Linked DNA regions of Callithrix jacchus: region 2 is linked to region 1. The links are chromatin contacts, called in public Hi-C maps. All regions are on one chromosome and are shown on one strand. Each heading gives the region's core, a stretch centred on a gene start, on an enhancer-like site or on the middle of the called end of the contact. The rest is flanking DNA. Distances are from core to core; before and after follow the strand shown.

What was found. Hi-C and Micro-C count contacts between places; a contact is called where the count stands out from the background.
Region 2: a Hi-C map of skeletal muscle shows a contact between it and region 1, with 5 times the contacts expected there. The contact joins two enhancer-like sites. A contact is called at or near these places in 3 of 3 Hi-C or Micro-C datasets (induced pluripotent stem cells and skeletal muscle).

The regions. Positions count from the first base shown.
Region 1 is chr9:126,039,799-126,045,451 of calJac240_pri, reverse strand. It overlaps HIP1R (huntingtin interacting protein 1 related), which reads right to left. Exons shown (of 33, transcript XM_078337570.1): 28 at 5,499-5,599; 29 at 5,232-5,337; 30 at 4,975-5,098; 31 at 4,831-4,892; 32 at 4,505-4,711; 33 at 3,107-3,928. The coding sequence ends at 3,869. VPS37B (VPS37B subunit of ESCRT-I) reads left to right here. Exons shown (of 4, transcript XM_035258001.3): 4 at 1-628. Among named protein-coding and RNA genes, the nearest start is that of HIP1R, 28 kb to the right of the region's middle. Within about 2 kb of position 3,286, at least 8 of the 16 cell types and tissues checked have an H3K27ac peak or open chromatin away from gene starts, as enhancers often do. A contact at or near this core is called in skeletal muscle, where this site is marked.
Region 2 is chr9:126,126,033-126,131,685 of calJac240_pri, reverse strand. ABCB9 (ATP binding cassette subfamily B member 9) reads left to right here. Exons shown (of 12, transcript XM_035258042.3): 5 at 131-336; 6 at 3,003-3,200; 7 at 4,691-4,819. Among named protein-coding and RNA genes, the nearest start is that of ABCB9, 24 kb to the left of the region's middle. Within about 2 kb of position 2,160, at least 7 of the 16 cell types and tissues checked have an H3K27ac peak or open chromatin away from gene starts, as enhancers often do. A contact at or near this core is called in skeletal muscle, where this site is marked.

The DNA.
Region 1 (5,653 bases), core at 2,037-4,536:
GCCCACCAGTGGGATTGAGGGGCGGGGCTGTGCTCCAACCACCTGAACCTGCTCTTCTCTCCACCCCCGTGGAACCTCATCTTTACGTGCCACGTGTGCTGAAGGCCTAGAGCCCAGCAGGGGGCAGCGGCATCTGTTGACAGAAAAGGCCCAGGTGCTTACCCGTGGACCTTCTGGGTTGCCCCTCCCCTGTCACTTGTCAGGCATCTAGGGTCCTGACCTGTGTCTAGCCACCAGGGTGACAAGGCAGAACTGAAGCGGGGTCTGTCCCAGTGGGCCACGGGCCAGGCCACTGCCTTTTGTCCTCAATGACTGTACATTCCTGCTCTCGGACTTGAACTCTACTGTAACCGTTTTCTTAAAGGAAATGAAGTTGTACAGGATGATTCACTGCCACGCCAGTCAGGCAGGCTTGCCATGTTCTGTGAATCTCCAGTGAGCGGTGCCACCCGCCCCCATACCTCCGCCACCAGCCGCTGTCAGGGATGCCACAGCCCAGCCACGGTCGCAGCCAAATGCGTTGCGAAGGGGCCCCTGGCTGGGCTTGCCGTCGCTGTTCAGGGCCGTGTCCGGTGCTGTGGCTGTAAAGCTGTAGGACCCTTTTTAATAAATAGAGAATTATTAATAACAGGCCTGTCATTTATTGGGGATGTGGATGTTCCTGATGTGTGGTTCTGAAGCATCAGTGATCAGACTTTCAGCAGGGAAGCTGGCTGGGATGTCTGTGTGTGAAGCTGAGAACAAAATGTCTGCCTGTCTGGGATCCCTGGCTCAAAGCTGGGGCCTCTTACCCTCTTGGTTTGTCACCAGAGTCTCAAACATCAGTGATGGACAGAAAGCATGTCCTGTGCGTAAGAGAGCATGTCTTCAGGATCACAGCCACTGTCCAAGCAGGGGACTGAAGGTGACCTCAGGGCTCAGGCTGTGCCTGCACTTTGTCCTTGAGGTTGCCACGATGTGCTGTGTGAATGGTGTGAGCTCATTAGGGTGTTCTGTGGTGGGTTTTAGTGAGGAAACCAGCAGCTCTGACATTTTGCTTTGGGGGCCTGCCAGCAGGTGTTTTAAGAAGGCAGTTGCCTCTGCCCACTCCAAAGCCCAGTGGGTGCTGCTGCCTTCTCTAGGCTGAGAGGTGGGGATCCTGCCAGCCCGGCCTCCTTGGAGAGCTACACAACTGTACCCTGTGCTCTCCGTCCCGGCTGAACTGTGTGCCTGTGTCTGTGTCCACCATGTGCTCCCGGCCCCAGCTGGGCTATGTGCCCGCCGCCCTGGCCGAGGTGCCTGCGTCCCTGAGTACCCCCTGCTGAGCTGCATGTCTGTGTCCCTCTGTGCCCACCGCCCCGGCTGTGTGCCTGTGTCGCTGTGTGCTCACGCCCATGTGCCTGCCACCCTGGCCAAGCTGCATGCCTGCGTCTGTGTGTGCCTGCGTCTTCACCACCGTAGCTGAGCTGTGTATCTGGGTCATGATGCCCCTGTGAGGGACTTCAGGAACTGAGATGAGTGCAACCTCCCGTTGCTGTCTCTCAAAGCTGCCATTCCTGGCATATCATTGTCTATGGGGACGATGGGGATGTACAGCAGAAATTCGTATGATTTTCCTGTGAGGAAGAGGGAAGCATTCCCTGAGAAACCTGTTTACCTTAAAGTGATAGTTTCTCTTTTCCTGGTGGCTGCCAGGAAGCTTACAGCCAAATCTGTTGTCCAGTTGAGTGAGGATGCTGGACTTCAGAGTTTTGTGGCTCATGAACCTTGCTTGTGGGAGCCTTTCCTCCAGCTGTGTGGCCTGTTCACAAGGATGACCAGGGGCAGTGGCGGGTCCAAGAGGGCAGGAGAGCAAGACCAGACCCCAGGCTCCTGCTTTCTAGCCCGGCATGTGTGAGGCGGTCTCTCCAGTTAAAGGATTCAGCTGGGCACAGTGACCTGTAATCCCAACACTTGGTGGATCACTTGAGGTCAGGAGTTCAAGACCAGCCTGGCCAACATGGCAAAACCGTATTTCTACTAAAAATACAAAACAAAAAACAACAAAAAATTAGCCAGGGGTAGTGGCACACGCCTGTAAGCCCAGCTATTTGGGAGGCTGAGGGAGAATCGCTTGAACCTGGGAAGAGGTTGCAGTGAGTCAGCGCCACTGCACTCCCAGCTGGGCAACAAAGCAAGACTGTCTCCAAAAAAAAAGTTTGGTCATTGAGGACTCAAGAATGATAGTCAAGTGTCATCAGTGCCTGTGGACTTTCACTGGTCTGTATCTGGGGGAGAATCAGTTCTTTTTGTTTTCTGAAGCCATCTCACTATGTAAACAAGACCAAGGAACAGGGTCCGTCTCGGCCCTTATGGTCAGTTTGCAAAGCCCTTTCACACATATGGTCCTAGCCACCTGGCACACCACCCCTGGCTACACAGCCCCAGCCAAAAGGCCCCACTTCATCCTCCAGGAGATCTGGGCACAGGTGGGAGGCTCGTCTGAGGCCATACAGGAGCCAGCCAAGGGGCCTTTTCTCCCCCGCCGACCTTCCCTGGCCTGTTTCTCCATAAATGCCAGTTATCTTGGCAGGAGGTAGGACAGGGTGAGCCCACCCACCTCAGCCTTCCCTCTGGCATGTGCTCCTGCAGAAAGTGGGTGATTGAGTGAGGCTGCCGCACACCCAAGGACTAAACGCCCTTACAGTTTTCTGGTAAGTGGAAAGGCTATGTGTGGTCATGGCTCAAGTCCCGGCCAGCTGGGAGTCAGGGTCCCCACCTTAACTTAAGAACTGTCAACTAAGGCATGGTCTCAGACACGCGGAGGGGGTCAGCAACTGCTGGGAGCCCCAGGGAGGCTGTGGGCATCGAGGCTGGGAGTGGAGGTGGCCTCTGTGGAGGCAGCTAGCTCTTGACCTCCTGTGTAAAAAGGAGGGCCTCCAGGCCATAAATCTCCCAGAGATGGAAGGCTGCCACGCACAGCCAGTGACAGCCATGCTGAGTCTTTCTGCAGTCCCGAGTGCTCTAGGATTAAATGCAGACACAATGGAGTCCCCAGTCCAGCACCTGACCAGGGCCTGACAAGGAGACACATGTCCCCGGAGGACTGAAGAGCCAGGCACAGCCCCTCCCTCTGGGGCATCAGTGACACAGTCCAAGTGCATTTTATTGCCAACAGAACACTTCCAACAGGAGGAAAGGCTAACACAAAGCCAAGGGCCGGGTCCTTCTGGCTCATTTTTGTTCCTCCTGACCTTGGCCAGTATTTGGTAGCCTTTCCAGAGCACAGGGCGAACGGCTAAAGGGCTGGGGGGCAGGAGGGTATGGCAGCTGCTGGTCTGTCCTCCCAGCTTGGTCCCACCCCTCCTGCCACTCCCCTCGGGCTCAAGGGACACACATTTGTTCAAATCCAGTGGGCAGGCAAAGCTCACTCTAGCTGCTGGGTCCCCTCCCTGAGGGCCCTGGTCCAGCAGCTGGGTTTCTGGCTGAGCTGGAGGACCTAGGGCCAAGGTCCCACTCTGAAGGGCTGGAAACCACCCCCCCCAGGTGGGCAGTGGGGCACAGCCAGAACGGGGGAATGGAAAACAGGAAATGGGGGTGGCTGCAAATTCCAGCAGGAAATGGAACTCCAGGAGCTAAGGCAGGGCTGGGCCACTGTCTCACCTCGCTCCCCAGAAAGCGGCCACTTCCAGCATCTGACCACCTCTTGGGGGCTCCCACCACAGAGGTGTGAGGGCCAGGCCTGGGGAGTAATGGGTGACATTCCTCCAGCCCACCCAGAGCCTGGTCTGCGGAGGCCTTGCAGCTGGAGGGCCTGGTGGAATCAGTGCCCAAGAAGGCCACAGGCAGGATGGTGGGCCCCAGTCCTGTCAGCCAGCACGGGCTGTGCACCTTCCGTCCATCCACGACCTCAGGCTCTTAGTCCAGAAGGCAGGGAGCCCCGCGCTGGCCCCGTTTCCCAGTGTGCTGACTAGAAACGTAGGAAAAAGAGCTCTAGCTCAGAATATTAAAAACGCTCTCTATATTTCCTGAAGAGTTGAGGCTCAGGCCCACTGGGTCCTGGTTGTACCCCAGAGTTCCTTCTGCAGATGATAGAGAGGTCCAGAAGCACCACCACATGGCTCAGGCCCCTGCAAGCTCAGTAAGGGCCAGGGGCCTTGAGGACGCTGATCTGGGCAGTGGGGTGGGAGGCTTGGGCCCCGGGTGGAGGGCAAGGCCCCTCGGTTCTGTCAGGGCAGCTGCAGAGGCCCAGGCCTATCTACCAGCCACCCTGCTGAACCCCTGAGGGGCCTAGTAGTTCATGAGTTGAGCTGAGTAGATACCATCCTTTTTGTCAAGCTGCAGGAGTCAGAGGTGACGGGCTCAGTGGTGATGGCCAGGCTCCCGGGGCCCCACCTCTCCCTTGAGCAAGCCCCTCCCTGCATGCCGTGTCACTAGGGCTTATCAGTGGTTCCTGACTTCTCCAGGGATGTGCACCATGTGCCCCTTTGGGGCCAGGGATGACACTCCCCTCCAGGAACTGCCCCAACCCCAGTGCTCACAGCACCTGGTGGTCCTGTCTGGGGGCCACGCTGGGCTTCTGGGCCAGGGGCGGTTTCTTGGTGGCTACACTTCGGGGGGCAGTGCTGGGCCGGCTGGCCGCCTCCTCTCCAGGGCTGCCCGCTGCCCCAGCCAGCACGTAGTGTTGCTTCCGTAGCTCCCCCAGCCGCATGCGTTCAGCGTCCAGCGTCTTCTCCAGCTCCAGGACGCGCACCTGTAGCCACATGGCCTGCTCAGCCCAGCCCAGTGCAGCCTCCCCACGGAGCCCTCTCCCGGTCCAGGCTTCACCCAAGGGATGAACTCACAGGTCGTGGGACAGCTGTGGGGACCTACCTGGGTCTCCATCTCCTGCTTCTTCAGCTTGATGAGGGACAGGCCAGAGAAGTCCATGGTGTCTGTGGCCAGAGGGCAAGTAGGTGAACATCTGGGCATCCAGCCTCAGGAACTGAGCTGCTCCCCTCGGCTCCTGACACTCACCTCTGTCCTCAATCTGCTCCTGGCCTGACTTGGTGGAGGCCACCACGTTGGCAGCCCTCTCGTTGACCATGCGGGAGCATTCCTGCAGGCGGCTCAGGTGGGGACTGTTCTTGTCAGCCTTCACCTGAGGGGTGAGGGGACAGGTTGGGCCCAGGTCTCCCAGCTCAGGGCAGCAGCAGCCCTGAGCGTGCAGTTAAGGAGCCCCAGGCCAAGCCGAGCCCAGAGCCCAGTGTGTCACTGTTGGTGCACAGGCTCACCTTGGAGGCTGCCACCAGTTGGGCCGTGCTGGCCGCGATCTCATGGGAGCAGACGATGAGCTCCTCATACTTGCCAGTGTGAAGTACCACCTTGTCAGCCGCCTCCCTGAGGGGTGAGGGCCAGTGAGGGCCAGGGTCTCTGACCCCATGGACAGCTGGAGCCACCCCACACCCCCTCTATTCCCAGCACACTGCTGAACCAAAAACTGGTCCCATTGACAGAAAGCAGCCCCCTGCCCGCGCCCCCCACCCCCCGGGGCAACCTACACCAGCTGTGTGGCTCCCCAGCCCACAGCCTTGGAGGCCGAGATGAGGCCTTCAGTCCAGCGAGAATTCTTGGCGTAAAATTCCTGTTGCGTGGCTGCCCCCTAGTGGCGACAAGAGAACAGGGCACGATGCGCCAGTCATGGACACGGAAGGTG
Region 2 (5,653 bases), core at 911-3,410, 87 kb before region 1:
CACCCCCAACCCCGCCCACAGGTAGGGAGGCCGGCTTCCCAGTGTCTGTCTCAGAGGCCCCTTAGCGTCCCCTGCTGCCACCCCTGAGGCCCGGGTTGCTGCAGTGGGAGCTGAGCCACGTGTGTTCCAGGGGACCTCATCTCCCGCCTGACCTCGGACACCACCATGGTCAGCGACCTGGTCTCTCAGAACATCAACATCTTCCTACGGAACACGGTCAAGGTCACGGGCGTGGTTGTCTTCATGTTCAGCCTCTCGTGGCAGCTCTCCTTGGTCACGTTCATGGGCTTCCCCATCATCATGATGGTCTCCAACATCTATGGCAAGTACTACAAGGTAGGCCTGCCTCGTCCCTGCTGGGGGCTGTGTGTCCTGGCAGCCCCCAAACGTCCCCTTAGGAGGGGCCCAGGGCCACTAAGGGCTAGCGGAGGACTGTTTTTTGTTGGTTGTTTTGAGATGGAGCCTCGCTCTGTCGCCAGGCTGGAATGCAGTGGCACGATCTCGGCTCACTGCAACCTCTGGTTCCCTGATTCAAGCAACTCTCCTGCCTCAGCCTCCGAGTAGTTGAGATAACAGGCTCGTGCCACCACACGAGGCTAATTTTTGTATTTTTAGTAGAGATGGGTTTTCACCATGTTGGCCAGGATGGTCTCGATCTCCTGACCTCGTGATCTGCCTGTCTTGGTCTCCCAAAGTGCTGGGGTTACAAGCGTGAGCCATCGCACAAGCCTGAGGACTGGTTTTGAGGCTGTGTTTGCATTCATTCATTCATTCATTTACTCATCCATTAAGTAATTATTGAGCACCTGCTATGTCCCAGGCACTGGGATACATCAGTGAAACAGACAAGGCTCCTGCCTTCCTGGAACTTGTCTTCTAGTGGCAGAGACAGATACTAGGTACCAGCAGCACAAAGAATGAGAATCCACAATACATAAAAGATGGTCAGGGCTAAGGAGATACATGAAGTGAGGAGGAAAGGGATTGGGAGCATCGGGGGTGGTTACAATTTTAAATTGGACTTGCTGGCTGGGCCTGGTGGCTCATGCCTGTAATCCCAGAACTCTGGGAGGCAGAGGCGGGAGGACCTTGTGAGCCCAGGAGTTCATGACAAGCTTGTGCAATTTAGCAAGACCCCCCATCTCCACAAAAAACTTTTAAAAATTATATGGGTTTGGTGGCTCATGCCTGTGGTCCCAGCTACCTGGGAGGCTGAGGTGGGAGGATCGCCTGAGCCCAGGAGGTCAAGCTGTAGTGGGCTGTGATCACGCCACTGTACTCCAGCCTGGGTGACAGAGTGAGACCCTGTCTCTAAAATGAATGAATAAATACAAGTTAAATAGGTCTTGCTGAGAAGGGGATATCTGCGCAAGGCTCTGAAGGAGGCAGGTGTCTCGGAAGGTCCGTGCTGGGCGAAAGGCACAGCCAGTGCAGAGGCTCCAGGTTGGAAGGTGCCTGGTGCATAAGTGGGGGCAGCACGGGCCCGCCATGATGCTGTCACGGGCAGGCTCCCGTCCCCTCTGGCCACCCCCTAGCATTGCCTCTGCTTCAGAGCTAGGCCTGTGAGTCAGGTTTGACCTTACCCACCTCCTGTGTCCCGAATGGGCGGGTGCCCCTGAACCCTAAGGGACAGACAGGCTGGGTTCAAACAGGCAGGGCTGTGACCCTGTGACAGGTGACCCTGTGACAGAAGTACCCACAGGGGGTACTTCTGAGCAGGGGCTGGATGCATGATGGCCTCCACGTGGTGCTGGGTAAGTCACTGTCACAGCTCCATTGGAGCCTTTGGTGTCGGTGACCTGAGACCAGGGTAACAAAGGAAGCCATCTTGGTAAGGCCGTTCCCCACAGCCTTCTCCAGCCACACAGGAGGGACCTCTTCCCGAAGTTCCAGGTCACGAGCCTCCCCGCTGTCCTCACCGAGATGAGAAAGTAAATCTATTCATTGCAGTCTGAGCCATTTCCGGCACTCTGCTCCCCACCCCTTGCTTCCGGCCTTCCCACTGGCCCCTGGGACAGAGCAGGAAACCCTGGAGCTCCCCCTCAGCCCCCACCACTGTGTGCACTGCAGGCCCCGCCTTTGAGCTAAGGGTGGCCTCAGGAAGGCTCTGTTTGGGTTTTCCACCCCATACCTGAATGTGTTGTGAGTAGCCAGCGAGTCAGCTCTGCAAGCCACACACACTGCCCGTGGCCAGACATGACTCAGGCAAGGTGTGGCTCCTCCCGGGGCACCCTGCATGCTTCCTGCGGCTGGGGTGTGACACATGGTCATGGGACACGCCAGTGCACGCTCCTGTCCTGGCCTCTCTGGCAGCCTTCCTGGCTGGCTTGAGAATCAGAGCATGGGGATGCCTGCAAAGTAAGAACAGCCTCACACAGGGGCCTCTCCCAGGACTCTGGTGAACAGCAGCCTAGTGGCTGCACACTTGGGGCCACTTCTGAGCTCTGCCTGTGGTTAAACGCACATGATGTGGGTGGATTTCACAACCTATGGCCCCTGCCACCATCTGGAACTTGGCTGGGAGCTCTGGAATCTCTGTGCCAACCCTCAGGCTCTCACATAATTTAGCTTGGTTATGTTAAGGGTGCCCCTTTAATAGTTGGTGTTTCTTGTATAGTGTACAACCTGAACAGCCATCCAGGGCATCCCTGCCCTTAGGTCAGCACTGGGTCAGGTGTTGTGGCCCCTTTTCTGAAAGGATTACCAAAAACTGGCCACGAATAACCTCTTTTGAATACTGGGGGTGACTTCATGATCAGCACACCCCATCCTTCAGGACCTGAAACCCCAAGAGCCTTTCTGGAGTTGACTATCTGAGTGTGTCAGATTGAGCCAGAAGGAGATAGGGGAGAGAGAGCAAGATCTTGTCTCTTCATCCCAGGAACCTCTTGCATAGACCTGGTGCCGGAGACGTGTGGAAAAACCCAGAGAAGCCTGGGGGCTCCAGCAGATAGTGAGGCTGTTTTGGGGTCTCCTCTTTCTTGTCCCCCTCCTGTTCATAGAGGCTCTCCAAAGAGGTCCAAAATGCCCTGGCCAGAGCGAGCAACACGGCCGAGGAGACCATCAGCGCCATGAAGACTGTCCGGAGTTTCGCCAACGAGGAGGAGGAGGCAGAGGTGTACCTGCGGAAGCTGCAGCAGGTGTACAAGCTGAACAGGAAGGAGGCGGCCGCCTATATGTACTACGTCTGGGGCAGTGGGGTATGTGGAGGGATGGGATGCAAACATGGAGGAAGCCTTTGAGCTAGGACATCAGCCCTGCGTGTTGGCAGCAAGCTGCTGGAGAATCTTTCTTCTTTTTTTTTCAATGAGACAGTCTTGCTCTGTCACCCAGGCTGGAGTGCAGTGGCGTGATCTCAGCTCACTGCAGCTCTGCCTCCTGGGTTCAAGCAATTCTGCCTCAGCCTCCTGTGTAGCGGGTACCACAGGCACCTGCCACCATGCCTGGCTAGTTTTTGTATTTTTGGTAGAGATGGGGTTTCACTATGTTGGCCAGGCTGGTCTCAAACTCCTGAGCTCACGTGATCTGCCCACCTTGGCCACCCAAAGTGCTAGGATTACAGGTGTGAGCTACCTCTCCCAGCTGAGAATCTTTCCAGGCTTTCCAGGAAGCAATGCAGCCTCCTGTCTCCCTCTCACCTGGGTGTGGGGTGGCAGGGTGGGAGCTTTCTTTTCCCAGCTGGGGAAACCTCTTTGCTGAGGCAGGGAGTCAGCAGGTCCCTAGGCCCCTTTCAGGCAGGTCTCATGTCATAGCCACACACACCCCCGACAGTGTCTGGTGTGCTCTTGGGGTGAGTCACAACCCCTCCTTGGAGGATGGGGGGCACGTGGATCATGTCATTGCCCCACTGGCCACACATGGGAGGTGGGCAAGTCAGGGCATAGCTGGGGAGGAATGAGGAGGGTTTGGAGTGAGAGGGAGGAGGGAGCTGGTGGTCTACAGGGGATCCAGGGGACAGAGGATATCTGGGTCCTCCTGGGGCCACCACCTCCCAAAAGCACCAGCCAAGGAGGAGAGGAGGGGCTAAGGGTCAGCCCAGCTGGTGGAGCCTCTTAGCAATCTGTCCGCCTGCAGGGGATGCCTTTGCAGCTTCCACCAAAGCACGGTGGTCCAGACAGCAGCCTAGTTCTGGTTGGGTGTGAGGAGGGCAAATGGAGTCCCTGGCGGGGTTGTGGGCTGCCATGGGTACTCAGACTCCACTCCCCTCCCTGACACCCCCTAGGCACCAGAGGAAGGCACAGGTGCCCCCAACACAGCCTCTTCTTTACAGAACCCACTGGGGGAGGAAACAGAGCTCGTCATCCCCCTCTGCCCGCTCGCTGTGTGACCTTAGCCAGGGCACTCGCCCTCTCTGAGTCATGCTCTTCCCCATGAGAAGGACGAATAGCACCCGCATGGCTGAGTTGAGGAGGCTGGGGGTGGCATGTGTGTACCAGGGCCTCACAAAGAAAGCCTTGTTCTGCAGCCAAGCCCACAGCCTGCTCCGGCTGGAGGCCTCTGCAGGGAAATGCTTGGGGCAGGGGCAGGCATGAATGACAGGCCTTGGAAGACACCCCTGGCAATGGCTGGCATTTCAGTTTGTGGCTGGGTCTGCCCTCACCTCCCCCTGCAGCCTGGGATGGGGCGGGGAATGGGGGATGGTGGGGGATCTAAGGCCCCCCGACCCACATTTGCTGTCCCTCTGCCCCAGCTCACACTGCTGGTGGTGCAGGTCAGCATCCTCTACTACGGAGGCCACCTTGTCATCTCGGGCCAGATGACCAGCGGCAACCTCATCGCCTTCATCATCTACGAGTTTGTCCTGGGAGACTGTATGGAGGTGAGGGGCGTGCGTTGGGGGATCCTGAGAGATGGGAGGGGTGTGGGGAAGAGGGATCTTAACAGGGTAGGGGTGCTCGGGGGGCTCCAAGCAATGTGGTATTTCTAAGGTAAGTAGGGGAAACAGCATGATCATATCAAGAATAATACTGGGCTGGGTGTGGTGGCTCATACTGTAATCCCAGCACTTTGGGAGGCCAAGGTGGATGGATCACTCGAGGTCAGGAGTTTGAGACCAGCCTGGCCACCATGGTGAAACCCTGTCTCTACTAAAAATACAAAAATCTGCTAAGTACCTGTAATCCCAGCTACTTAGGAGGGAAATTGCTTGAACCCTGGAGGCAGAGGTTGCAGTGAGCCGAGATCATACTATCGCACTCCAGCCTGGGTGACCGAGCAAGACTATGTCTCAAAAATAAATAAATAAAAATTTAAAAATTAGCCAAGTATGGTGCTATATGCCTGTAATCCCAGGTACTTAGCAGGCTGAGGCTGAAGGATCACTTGAGCCTGGGAGATCAAGGCTACAGTGAGCCGTGATCATGCCACTGCACTCCAGCTTGGGTGACAGAGAGAGACCCTGTCCCAAAAAGAAAGAAAGGGCCGGGCACAGTGGCTCATACCTGTAATCCCAGCACTTTGGGAGGCCAAGGCCAGTGAATCACCTGAGCTCAGGAGTTTGAGACCAGCCTGGCCAACAGGAAACGCCATCTCTACTGAAAATACAAAATTAGCTGGGCATGGTGGCACACGTCTGTAATCCCAGCTACTTGGGAGACTGAGGCAGGAGAATCGCTTGAACCAGGGAGGTGGAGGTTACAGTGAGCCAAGATCC